Linked DNA regions of Drosophila melanogaster: region 2 is linked to region 1. Evidence: chromatin contacts called from public Hi-C data. All regions are on one chromosome and are shown on one strand. The core of a region is the stretch at or near the end of the contact, and the rest is flanking DNA. Distances in the headings are between cores, read along the strand shown.

Region 1 (5,023 bases), core at 143-2,642:
ATTTGCTGTTTTCCTCGCTGTTTGTTTACATCGCACAGTTAGTTGAGTGTTTGTTTGATAAGGCAAGAACTATTCAAGCTTTTCGGCTTCGGAAACAAAGCTCTCCGGTCAAGGTCTTGGGCTCCCTGTTCCGATCGTAATCGCATATTTTGGGTGTTGCTAGTTGTTGCTATATCTTGGCTTACACGAGGCCATAAATATAGCCGAATGAATAAACAAATTCAGCCGCATTTTATTCACTTTCCTGCCAATTTCTCCTTTTCTCTTGATTTATAATAGTTGCGGCGCACAATGTTTTCATATTTATTTATGTTGCTATATTTTGTACAATCAATTTGCCGAGTAGCCGAATCGCCCCACTGGCTCCAAAGTCCAATTTATTTGTTTTTCTTGTTTATTTCGTTAATGTTTACGAAAGCTTATTTTGGCTTTCCACTATAGTTATATGTATGTTTATGTGTGTGTACGTGTGCTATTAACACACCCCCTTCTAGGAAGTCGAGTCGCATAAAAATTCAGGGCTGTCGCGTCCCGATTTGTTTTTCTACATAGTATATTCAACATGATATCGGTCACGTTTGCTTGTTGTTCTCTTTTTCAAAACAATAATATTTTTTTGTTTTATTCTATAAGACTTTGCTTACGGCTACATCTGTTGTTTACATCATCCAACCACTTCTCGTTAAGAACATGTAATCGGAAAGGCGAAATAAGCGAATGCGATTGTTTACCTTAGATAAGATTTATATAAACACATTTTATTGAGCAATATCCGTGCGATCAGCCCCATACGTATTAACTATTAAGTTGGCCAATTTCATTACGGCACATCTCTGGCCTTAACTAGTTAATTGCACTTCTACGACTTTTTAAATATTCAACTTTATAAAAAAAAACAGCCATAACTCAAATTGCCTTAGTAAATTAATAAAACTTATCTTTAGACAAACAACGAAACAACTGAATTCGCGTCATACGCATGAAGTCATTTTCGAATCTTTTAATATGGTTGATAGATCAATATCAACGTCAACATCTTTTAAATACTACCCTTTCTACTTTTAACAATAGAACATATGTTTAGACTATGAAATAATCGTTAACTGGTACCTGGTCGGACATGATCAATGATCGTTGTCAGGGTCGTTGTTCATCAATTTGCCCTTGAGGGGGCGTTGGACTTGTAGCACCTCTCAGCTGTTTTTTCACGCGGTTTCTACACCTTTATGAGAACTTTATGAGCACCACACTTCCACCGGAGCAGCGATTCTTATCACGCACACAGGGGCCTCCAGAGGCCTGAATAACACTGATGGGGATGTCGGACTATGTCGAGTTGAACAGGGCTTTAAACTTAGTCTTTTGCTAAATAGGAAGTCGCTTCTGTCACTTTTTCCACTTCCTCCCCGTCGCACAGCGTAAATACAATTAAATCAATTTAAAACAATAAAAGTCGTAGAGCAGTCGCCACAAAGAGAGACAATGATAGAGGGCAGCATCGCGGCAGATAGGAGGTACTGAGACATATTGGGTGTCTCAGCGAATCGCAACTGACCTAAAAGATTATAGAAAGAGATTAAGCAAATGTGCAAGAGATTGCAGCGAAGTGAACTGTACCCGGCAACAAACACGTCACGTTACGGATGTGGTGTTCTCCTCGCTAACAGCTTCTTCGGTTGCCTCAGACTTTGACTGTGCAGCTCCCTCCGCTGGCGATGACTTCTCATCCGCCTTTGTTTTAGGTTCACGCTCGAACAGAATGACCAGCTCGGTGTGCATGGTGTGGGGAAACATGTCAACGGCCACAGCGGACTTTGGGTAGAATGGCTCCCCCTTGTATTGCTTAGACTCCGGTCTGGCCAGCTCGATGAAATTCCGCTTAGCACTGTGCGGATTGCAGGAGACGTAGACCAGACGATTGATGGCATCGGCTGATCGAATTGCGGCTATCGAGCGGTGGTCTGAAAAAAACAAATAAGAAATTTGGAAAGGTATAGCGCTTTGAACCTTAAAATAATTCAGCAAATTTATAATATTTAAGCAACGTAAACTTACGCAGTCCAGCCCTGGGGGGATCCACCACGGCAATAAGATCCAATGGTTTACCCGGCTCCTGATCGTAGAGAGCTTCGCGCACCATACTCTTGATGAAATCATCTGCATTTCCTGTAAAGAACTTTGCATTTTTAATGCCATTCGCTTCCGCATTAAACTCGGCATCCTTAATCGCATCAGGGACGATCTCCACGCCCATCACTTTCTTGCAGTGCTTGGCGAACGCAAGGGTAATGGTGCCAGTACCACAGCAAATATCCAACATAGTTGTGTCCTTAGTAGGAGCAACTAGATCAATGGCCTTTTGATACAACACGTTGGCTCCTTCTGTGTTGATTTGGAAAAAGGCCAGTGGGCTGATTCGAAACTGGAGACCCTGTATGGTATCGGTGATGTGGGTGCTGCCCGAAATGTGTTCCACCGGATTAATCGTCTGACCTGCTTCCCGATGCTTGACATCTTGGTAATACAGAGAGCTGCATTTGTACGGAGCATCATTTGCCAGATCTTCGTAGAAGGACTTCAGTTCTTGCTTAAGTTCAACTTGTTCGTCTTCACTTAAGTTCGAGGAGTATATGCCCGCCACCAGCATTAGTTCACCTGTGGCACTGGAGCACCGCACCATTAGCTGCCGGAAGTGGCCAATATTTCCGTCCGGATTGAAGGGCAAGAACTTGGACTTCCTCACCAAGTCCTGGAAACTGCGAGCAGCCCACTTGGCCTGCTCCGGTAGATGTGGCAAGTCTGCGACCTCGGCTACTTCCACAGATCCATCGCTGTAGCAGCCCAATCTGAAGCCCACAACCACTTCGCCTACGGAGTTCTTTCCCACGGTGAACTCGTTTTTATTTCTATACCCATTAACGGTGGGTGAGGGAAGCACCTCGTGGAATTGGAACTTATCCAAGTGGGGCTTTGCCCGCGGATTGACCTTCCGAAGTTCCTGGGTGTATTTCGCCAGAAGTGCCGACATTTCCTCGGATTTTTGTTTAATCTGCTGGTCGTAGGCAATGTGCGACAGAGGACACGTGGCTTCCACCGCCGTACGTTGTTTCTTGGGCTTTCTCTCCGACTCCTGTTCCTCGGCAGCTCGCTTTTTCTGTAGAGGATCGGCCGAGGCCTTGGCAACATGAGCCTTCAACACCTTTCCCTTCCATTTGTATCCATTCAGGATCTCCAAGGCCCTTTGTTGATCCTCCTGACTGCGGAAGCACACAAAGGCGAACTCTTTTCGAGTTGGAGCCTTGATTTTGGTCACGTCAAATTTGAGGGTGTTTCTCAAAAGCTTCTTAAACTCCTGCAAAGTTATAATGTTGTTATATTCATATAAAGGCTTAGATTTCAACTACCTACCCCAATACCGAAATATCCCATGTTCTTCACTTCAACTTTGAATATTTCCGAAGTGAATTCATTTCGCTCCAAGTAAGCATATTCCTCGCCGGCTTTTCCGGCTTCATCCTCACCATTTGCCAGCGTGGTTTCATCAGCTTTCACTACATTTTCCGAAATCTCTTCGGTCTCTATGCTATTAACCACTCCGTCAGCTGGTATTTCCGCATTGAAACACTCCATTTGCTTAAAAGAAGCCGATTTATTAAGGAAAATGAAATATAAACAGAAAGAAAACACGTGAAGATGCAACAGTGTGACCGTCCAGTCTAAAATGTATATAAACACCAGCGGCTATGCCGGTGGTGGGTGTCTTCGCTAAATAATATCAACATTTTCTAAAATACATAAAACTCTTCTACAGGCTCTCAAAAGATAACGGATACATAACACACTTGGCGCCAAATTCGAAACATCATAAGAAAGGCAAGAGTCGAAATCTAGGTTATTATAGCAAGGTCAATAAGGCAGTGTATTTCTGCGTAAGGAAGTAAGATCTAGTTGACACATTGGTTGTTTATCAGATCCATCCAAATGATGGGAAATTAAATATGGAATAAGTTTGCATTCCGATTCATGACGAACGGCCAAAAAAATTAACGTTCCTGAAAATCTGCAAGCCAAATAAAATAACCCATTTTTGTTTTGGTTTGCATACTTTGGCAGCTTTATTCTTAAATTGATTAGTTATCCAACTAAAGGGTATATGATAATCGAGCATACCGACACTAGCGTTCCTTCTGCTTAATTCTCAACTGGTTCAAAGCGCTCAAGCGCAGAACTCAAAATGACTTGTCGTTCCAACAACAATTGTTGCATTTCCGGCTCGTGCTTCATGATGTTTCGAATTTCTCTGAGCATTTCCGCCGCGTTTCTCAGCTTCTCCTCGCAATCCAATGGGTCTTTCGAGCGCAGAGCCTGCGTCACTAAAGCTTCCTCCATGTCTATGAGCAGATTGCCCCGGAATATGCTCCAACCGCCATCGAAAATGTCGGCCAGTTTAAGGAGTTCCTCACATAGTTGCAGTTTTCTGTTCAGCGATTCTCCAGAAAGTTCTGAAACAAAGAGTTTCTTACAAAAATGCATAATTAAAATTAAATATTTTTATTACCCTCCATTGCGAATCCCGGAGCACTTCCGTATAGTTGAGTGAGAGCATATTTGGCCTGCAAAATGTGGGTATTGGTCTCATGGAGATCAGCACGATGGCGATAAATGAATTCCTCGAGAGCAACGGGAGTCGTTTTGTCCAATGACTCCAATTCTTGCTGAAGCTCCGCATCTGAGGTAACCACATCCTTCGCCGATCTTTTAAAATTGCACAACTGACACTTCCAGGGCGCAGAGTTTAGAAGGGGATTCAGTGATATAATCTACAAGAGGGCAGGAAATTGTTATATAAAGAACTATAATCGAATATGTATGTAACAGGCATAAGGGAGCGTTTCAGAGCCTTTAACGTAAATATATTATTGATCAGGATCGCCAGCCGAGCCGATCTTATCATGACCGCCACGTCTTTGGCGTTACTAGAAACTGCATGCTTAATCTAGATTCTAGCTTTAAAAGTTTGGGA
Region 2 (5,115 bases), core at 929-3,428, 1.4 Mb after region 1:
AAATGCATGAAATTACGTATGTATGGATAAAGTGCCTGCTAGAAAGCAACGAATTTTGGCCCGATCAAATGGCGAACCACAATTTATGTCTTAATTTTTCGCCGCGTAACATTTTACCATATGTTACTACCACGCTATCTTCGACAGATTCGGTAGTTTTTAGTTTCGATTCTAAAGTGATAGATGTTAGCTCTCAGAAAAGTATTACAAATACTTGACAATAGAAACGCAATTAAAAGTCTAGCGCGCAACAAAATGACGAAAGAGCAGGTATAGCATCCACCTAATGATTCTTTTAAGTTATTATCTTAACGTTTTTATACATGCTTTAAGTGGATGTTTTAAAGTTTTCTTTTTAGGATCCAATTCGTGGACAGGTCAATAAAACTTGTTCTACACAAACTGATGGTATGATGATACAGTTTAAAAACAAGACGGTAATAGCCTTCTCTCTACCTTTGCCTACTTATACAATTATTGTTAAGGTTTGTGTTATTCTAAAAAAATTCCGTAATAAACTAGACACGAGTTGTTCTGATAAGAACAAATAGTACGCTTTACGGGAAATCAGCAGACATCTTGAATGTATATTTGTACGGCGCATTTGGTTTCTTCAAAACAATGAATGTATAAGATTTGGCACATTTTTAATATGGGTTATCCAATGTGATTAAGTTTCACTTCGTTTGTATACAATATTGCTGTAGTCTCTCCGAATTCCACAGCTTGCCTTAAAGTCAAAGACACGCATATTGTGATCGGTGGCCACGAACATATATTGGCTATCACAGGCGAGGCTGTACACTGGCGACAAGCCATTATGACTTCGCGTCCTTCCCGGAAAGTACAATTGTACGTATTTCTTCATTCTTATATCGTAAAGGTTGACCCGTGCATGTCTGTTGGTGCCAACCAGCACCGCGTGCAGACCATCATACTCCAAGGAGTAGAAGGAGGAGTCGAACGGATCATCCCAAATGGCTACATCGCGATCCACGCGTCTGTCAAACATACGAAACGTGCTATCGAAGTTGGCCGTGAAAATGACCTGGTCATCTTTCAATTTCAGGTCGTAAATTGACATTGTTTTGGAACTAAACACCAATTCCTCGCCACTGATAAAGAAAAAAATTAAAGATAGTTAATAACAGAAATAATGATAGTAAAATGTAAATCAAATATTTCTACTTTGATTAATGTTTAAGGATTAACTAAAACATTCCTACACATAAGATTTATATTTAACTAATAGTCGGTAGGGCTTACCTTTCAACATGGACTGCCCTCAAGGCCTGGCGACCGTTGTCAGTGTATAGTCCACCATACAGCCACTGGCCATCCGAACTGAGTTCCAGAGACCTAAAGGCGTGCGGCAGATGCATCACCTGATCAAAATGCGTCATTCCAAACTCCTGCGCACGCTGCCACAGTCTGCAGCAGTGATCTGTGCTGGTTGCGTACAGATCCTTGACAAAGTCTACGCAGTACAAGTATTCGTTGGCCGGATGCATCCTCTGCTCCGTCATCACCATGCTATCGGTGTCGTAGTGGAAGCACGATCCACAAACCCTTCCCGCGAATATGGTTTCATTCTTTTTGACGAAATCGGAGATGTCGGTCTGTGCGGACGTACAGATCTCCTCGTCGAAGCGACGATGCAGTGCATCGCAGCTGGACCGCCGGTACTTGCGCAGATAGCAGGCATGTGTGATGTACAGAAAGTCGGCCTCCAGGCACAGTTTGGTGGGGAACATCTGGGCATGGTGGAAGTATGGTCGTTCGAAATAGGTGCCACTAACCCAGTTCCTTGACAGCTCGATGCGTTCATAGTTTTTCAGGCGTCTTCGGTTTCTAGGAGGTAGATAGATTATCTTAAGTTTATTATCCGAATCTCATTCACCAACCTCTGTTCGATCCTTGGATTATTCCGGTGGCCACAGAGCAGCAAATCGTAGGCCAGTGGGTAGAAGTAGTAGGCTTCAATAATATACTCCAGAGCCGGGTCCGCCCGGCACAGGCACAGTAGGTCCCCCTCCGAGCAATAGTCGAATATGAGGAGCAGGCATTCGATGGTCAGATCCTTCAAGCTCATGCGGGAGCTCATCATATCTTTCAACGCCAATTCGTGAGATTAGCTCATATTCCCACGATTTCCGAACAAAACGCAAACAAATGGTATATCGATTATTTCACTCTAGCGTTACCTTTGCAACACTACGAAATTTCCGTTAAGTTTGACTGCAGTCAATGATTAAATTCAAACGTGTGTTCTTTCATAGTGTTATTATATTAATGATTTGAACATCAACTGTATATTCTTTCGTGCTATTTTTTCAATATATAGATCTCAGACAATTTGATTATTTCGAATAATCGATATGTTTTTCATTTATATTTCCTCAGCTAATAAACAGTGCATTGTTCACTTATGTGTCATTGTTGAAAATTTGACGTAACCAGCACAGAAATTGTGAAATTTAAAGAACAATGAAACACTTGTTAATTTCATCGACCTTTGAAAACATTTTTTTTAAACATTTTTCATGTTGATGACCATATTTTTTAAAAATTTAAACAACAGGCAATTAGTGTATACAGATTTAAATTAACTATTACTACGGAAAAATGTGCTTAAAAGAGCAAGTTAATTATTACCACCCCTTTAGCCAATAAAGCTTTTAAAATGTTACTATCTAAGCTTTGGTCTTTCAATGGTTAACAATATCCACCAGCTGTGTCAAGGCAATATAAGAAAATACAATTCATGAAATATGGTTAATAAATTTTATAAATTTTGCTTGTGTAGAAGGTTAAGCATCAAGGCTAGACTTCGGGGAACCATTGCGATAAATGACATCGTTGGACATTGAGTTTTTATCATTCGATAAGAAATTTAGGGTTGATTTTAGAAAGATTCCCCCATTGATGTAAGCCGCCTGCAATGCCAAACACGAAATAGTCAGCAACTGCACATTTTGGGGACAAAAGTCTAAGATATGTATACGATTTACGCACATAAATATGCGGCGTGCGTACGACCACGTACTCATACAATTGCAGCAATCTAAAGTTATTTAGAACACTGTTTCCGCAATTAGGCACGAAACTGCCGAGATTTTTGCGCTAAATACCTTAACTGAGCATTTGATTGACTTGAAATAGCGCACAAGCTGTCTGATCTGCCTAGAAAGTATCTCGTATCTTTCTCGGCATTTATCTGCCGCCTTTTCTGTAAATACTGCAAAATGGTGCATAAAGTTTTATGACTTCTGGAGTGATTTAGGAAGAAGACCATGAAACGATTTTTCAGGCTAAGAATTTCGCATTATCTGTTGGGTACTTGAAGGAAAACATAGGACTATCTTCTAATGACAGACAGTATAAGCTGCGTGCGAGGGCAAACAAAGAAATTTACGGAAAATCTTGAGAATTGAACCAGAGCCATAACAAAGAATCAAGTAACGACTAATTTTTGGGTCAGGGAAAGTAGCGTAGCTGTCACTGTTCAGGTCTTCTTTATGGTTGTCAAGGTACTTAACTTAAGGTTTTAGAACCTTAAAAAGTGAATTTGTAACAGGGCTAGGCTAGTCCACCTTTGTACTTTCCATTTAACATACTTTTTTTTGGGTAGCGTGACCCCTATTAGAGCTTCGTTATTCCCCAGAAACAAAGTAATTGTGACTTTTGGGTATGTAAGGAATGCGAAAAGTTCTGGATCGTTCATTCCGTTCTATAAGTCCCCTTTAAAATCTTATCAAACTGCACATGACAATGGGCTTTACCCTTTCAAGATCTCGAAGCTTTGAGTACCCATCCTAAAATGTATTCTTAAATTAATAAGTGAAATAAAATCAGGATACTTATTGTAAAAGATATAAATTCCTAAGTTATAAGACCACATATGGACTTCAGACTTCAGACTTTAGTTCAATATGTATCAATAATCGACAATAAATTTATTTGAACAAAAATAAGACAGACAAGAACATATTGTAATACTCTACAAAAGCATCAGATTTGAATACATTTCCAGTGCGGTTACATACAGTTCCCGATGGGTATTTTCCAGTCGGGTCTAAACCGATCAGGCGATTCTAGTTAAAGTTCATGCGTGGCACTGAGCCCAAAAAAATTGATAGTCACAATCTGTAGGTGGCGTAGTCGTCAGCAGTTTTCGCGTTCTGCGCAGTTCTCGTTCTCTCCGGCAATTTCATAATCTGAACAAAGTGCTCGACCACAGGTAAAAATGCTCGAGCACGGCGCACACAGAGCCAAAAATCGGGGGTCTTACGTACACGAGTATATGTAGGTGGTATACATGCGAAAGTCCCCGTCACGTCGGCACATCAGATGACAGTGGTGGGACCTCCGCATTCAGCAGCTATTCACAATATTAGTTTACTGCTATTGTGGAGCAAAGTCGCAAATATTTCCGTAGCCAAAGTCACGTTCGCCCACCTGATAACTTCCAGTCACTGGGTTGCATTATCAGGTTGGGAATCTGCTGCTCGGTAATGGGAATCTCAGCAACAACAATAACTAATTTGTTGACTTTCGACACTCGAGAGAATTCTCGATTTTGTGACGTGAACTATTCATTAATCTCCTTCATGAAGAAAATAGATTGGACAGTTTTGTTTTCATATTTTTGACCAAACATTATCTGATCTTAATCAAATGTTGAATTTTACTAGTACACAATATGACGCATCTAGAACCAAAAAATCGTATTTTCCCCTGACTCATTGTTTTCATCTTTTGTAGCCTTCCGCTTCTTGAGAATCTAGAATCTTCATGTTAAGCTCATAGTCTGGTTGACTAATTACACATTTATAAATATTTACAATCTTGTGTCAATAAATAAAAACAGCGTTTTTTACCCCAGAGCCCTAAAGAAACAAATTCGAATTATTCTTGGTGAGATCAAATTTCAATGTATTATGTTCTTTTTTGCAATTTTCACTTACAAGATTTTAAGAGTACACAAAGCGTAATACAGAAGTATTAAATAATAAATAACAATTTGCATTCGTTGCATTTTTTAACATGGAAACTAATGTGTTTTAAAGCCCAAAAGCAAATCAGGGCGACTGTCCTTTGATAAGATCAACAGTT

The links. Hi-C and Micro-C count contacts between places; a contact is called where the count stands out from the background.
Region 2: a contact with region 1 is called in a Hi-C map of the Kc167 cell line, with 2.6 times the contacts expected there. A contact is called at or near these places in 2 of 107 Hi-C or Micro-C datasets (the Kc167 cell line and eye imaginal disc).

Annotation. Positions count from the first base shown.
Region 1 is chr3L:18,996,891-19,001,913 of dm6, forward strand. It overlaps CG18135, which reads right to left and starts at 1,393. Exons shown (of 2, transcript NM_176346.2): 1 at 1,111-1,393. The coding sequence starts at 1,122. CG3808 reads right to left here and starts at 3,718. Exons shown (of 4, transcript NM_140826.2): 1 at 3,409-3,718; 2 at 2,056-3,352; 3 at 1,618-1,961; 4 at 985-1,555. The coding sequence starts at 3,630. The coding sequence ends at 1,633. SmydA-2 (SET and MYND domain containing, arthropod-specific, member 2) reads right to left here. Exons shown (of 3, transcript NM_140827.3): 2 at 4,559-4,820; 3 at 4,095-4,502. The coding sequence ends at 4,192.
Region 2 is chr3L:20,391,375-20,396,489 of dm6, forward strand. CG33969 reads right to left here and starts at 2,179. Exons shown (of 3, transcript NM_001038946.3): 1 at 1,905-2,179; 2 at 1,267-1,842; 3 at 311-1,115. The coding sequence starts at 2,107. The coding sequence ends at 671. It overlaps fbl (fumble), which reads left to right. Exons shown (of 7, transcript NM_133434.4): 7 at 1-80. trbl (tribbles) reads right to left here. Exons shown (of 2, transcript NM_079933.4): 2 at 4,914-5,115. It overlaps lncRNA:CR45677 (long non-coding RNA:CR45677), which reads right to left and starts at 4,477. Exons shown (of 1, transcript NR_125016.1): 1 at 4,020-4,477. It also overlaps asRNA:CR43944.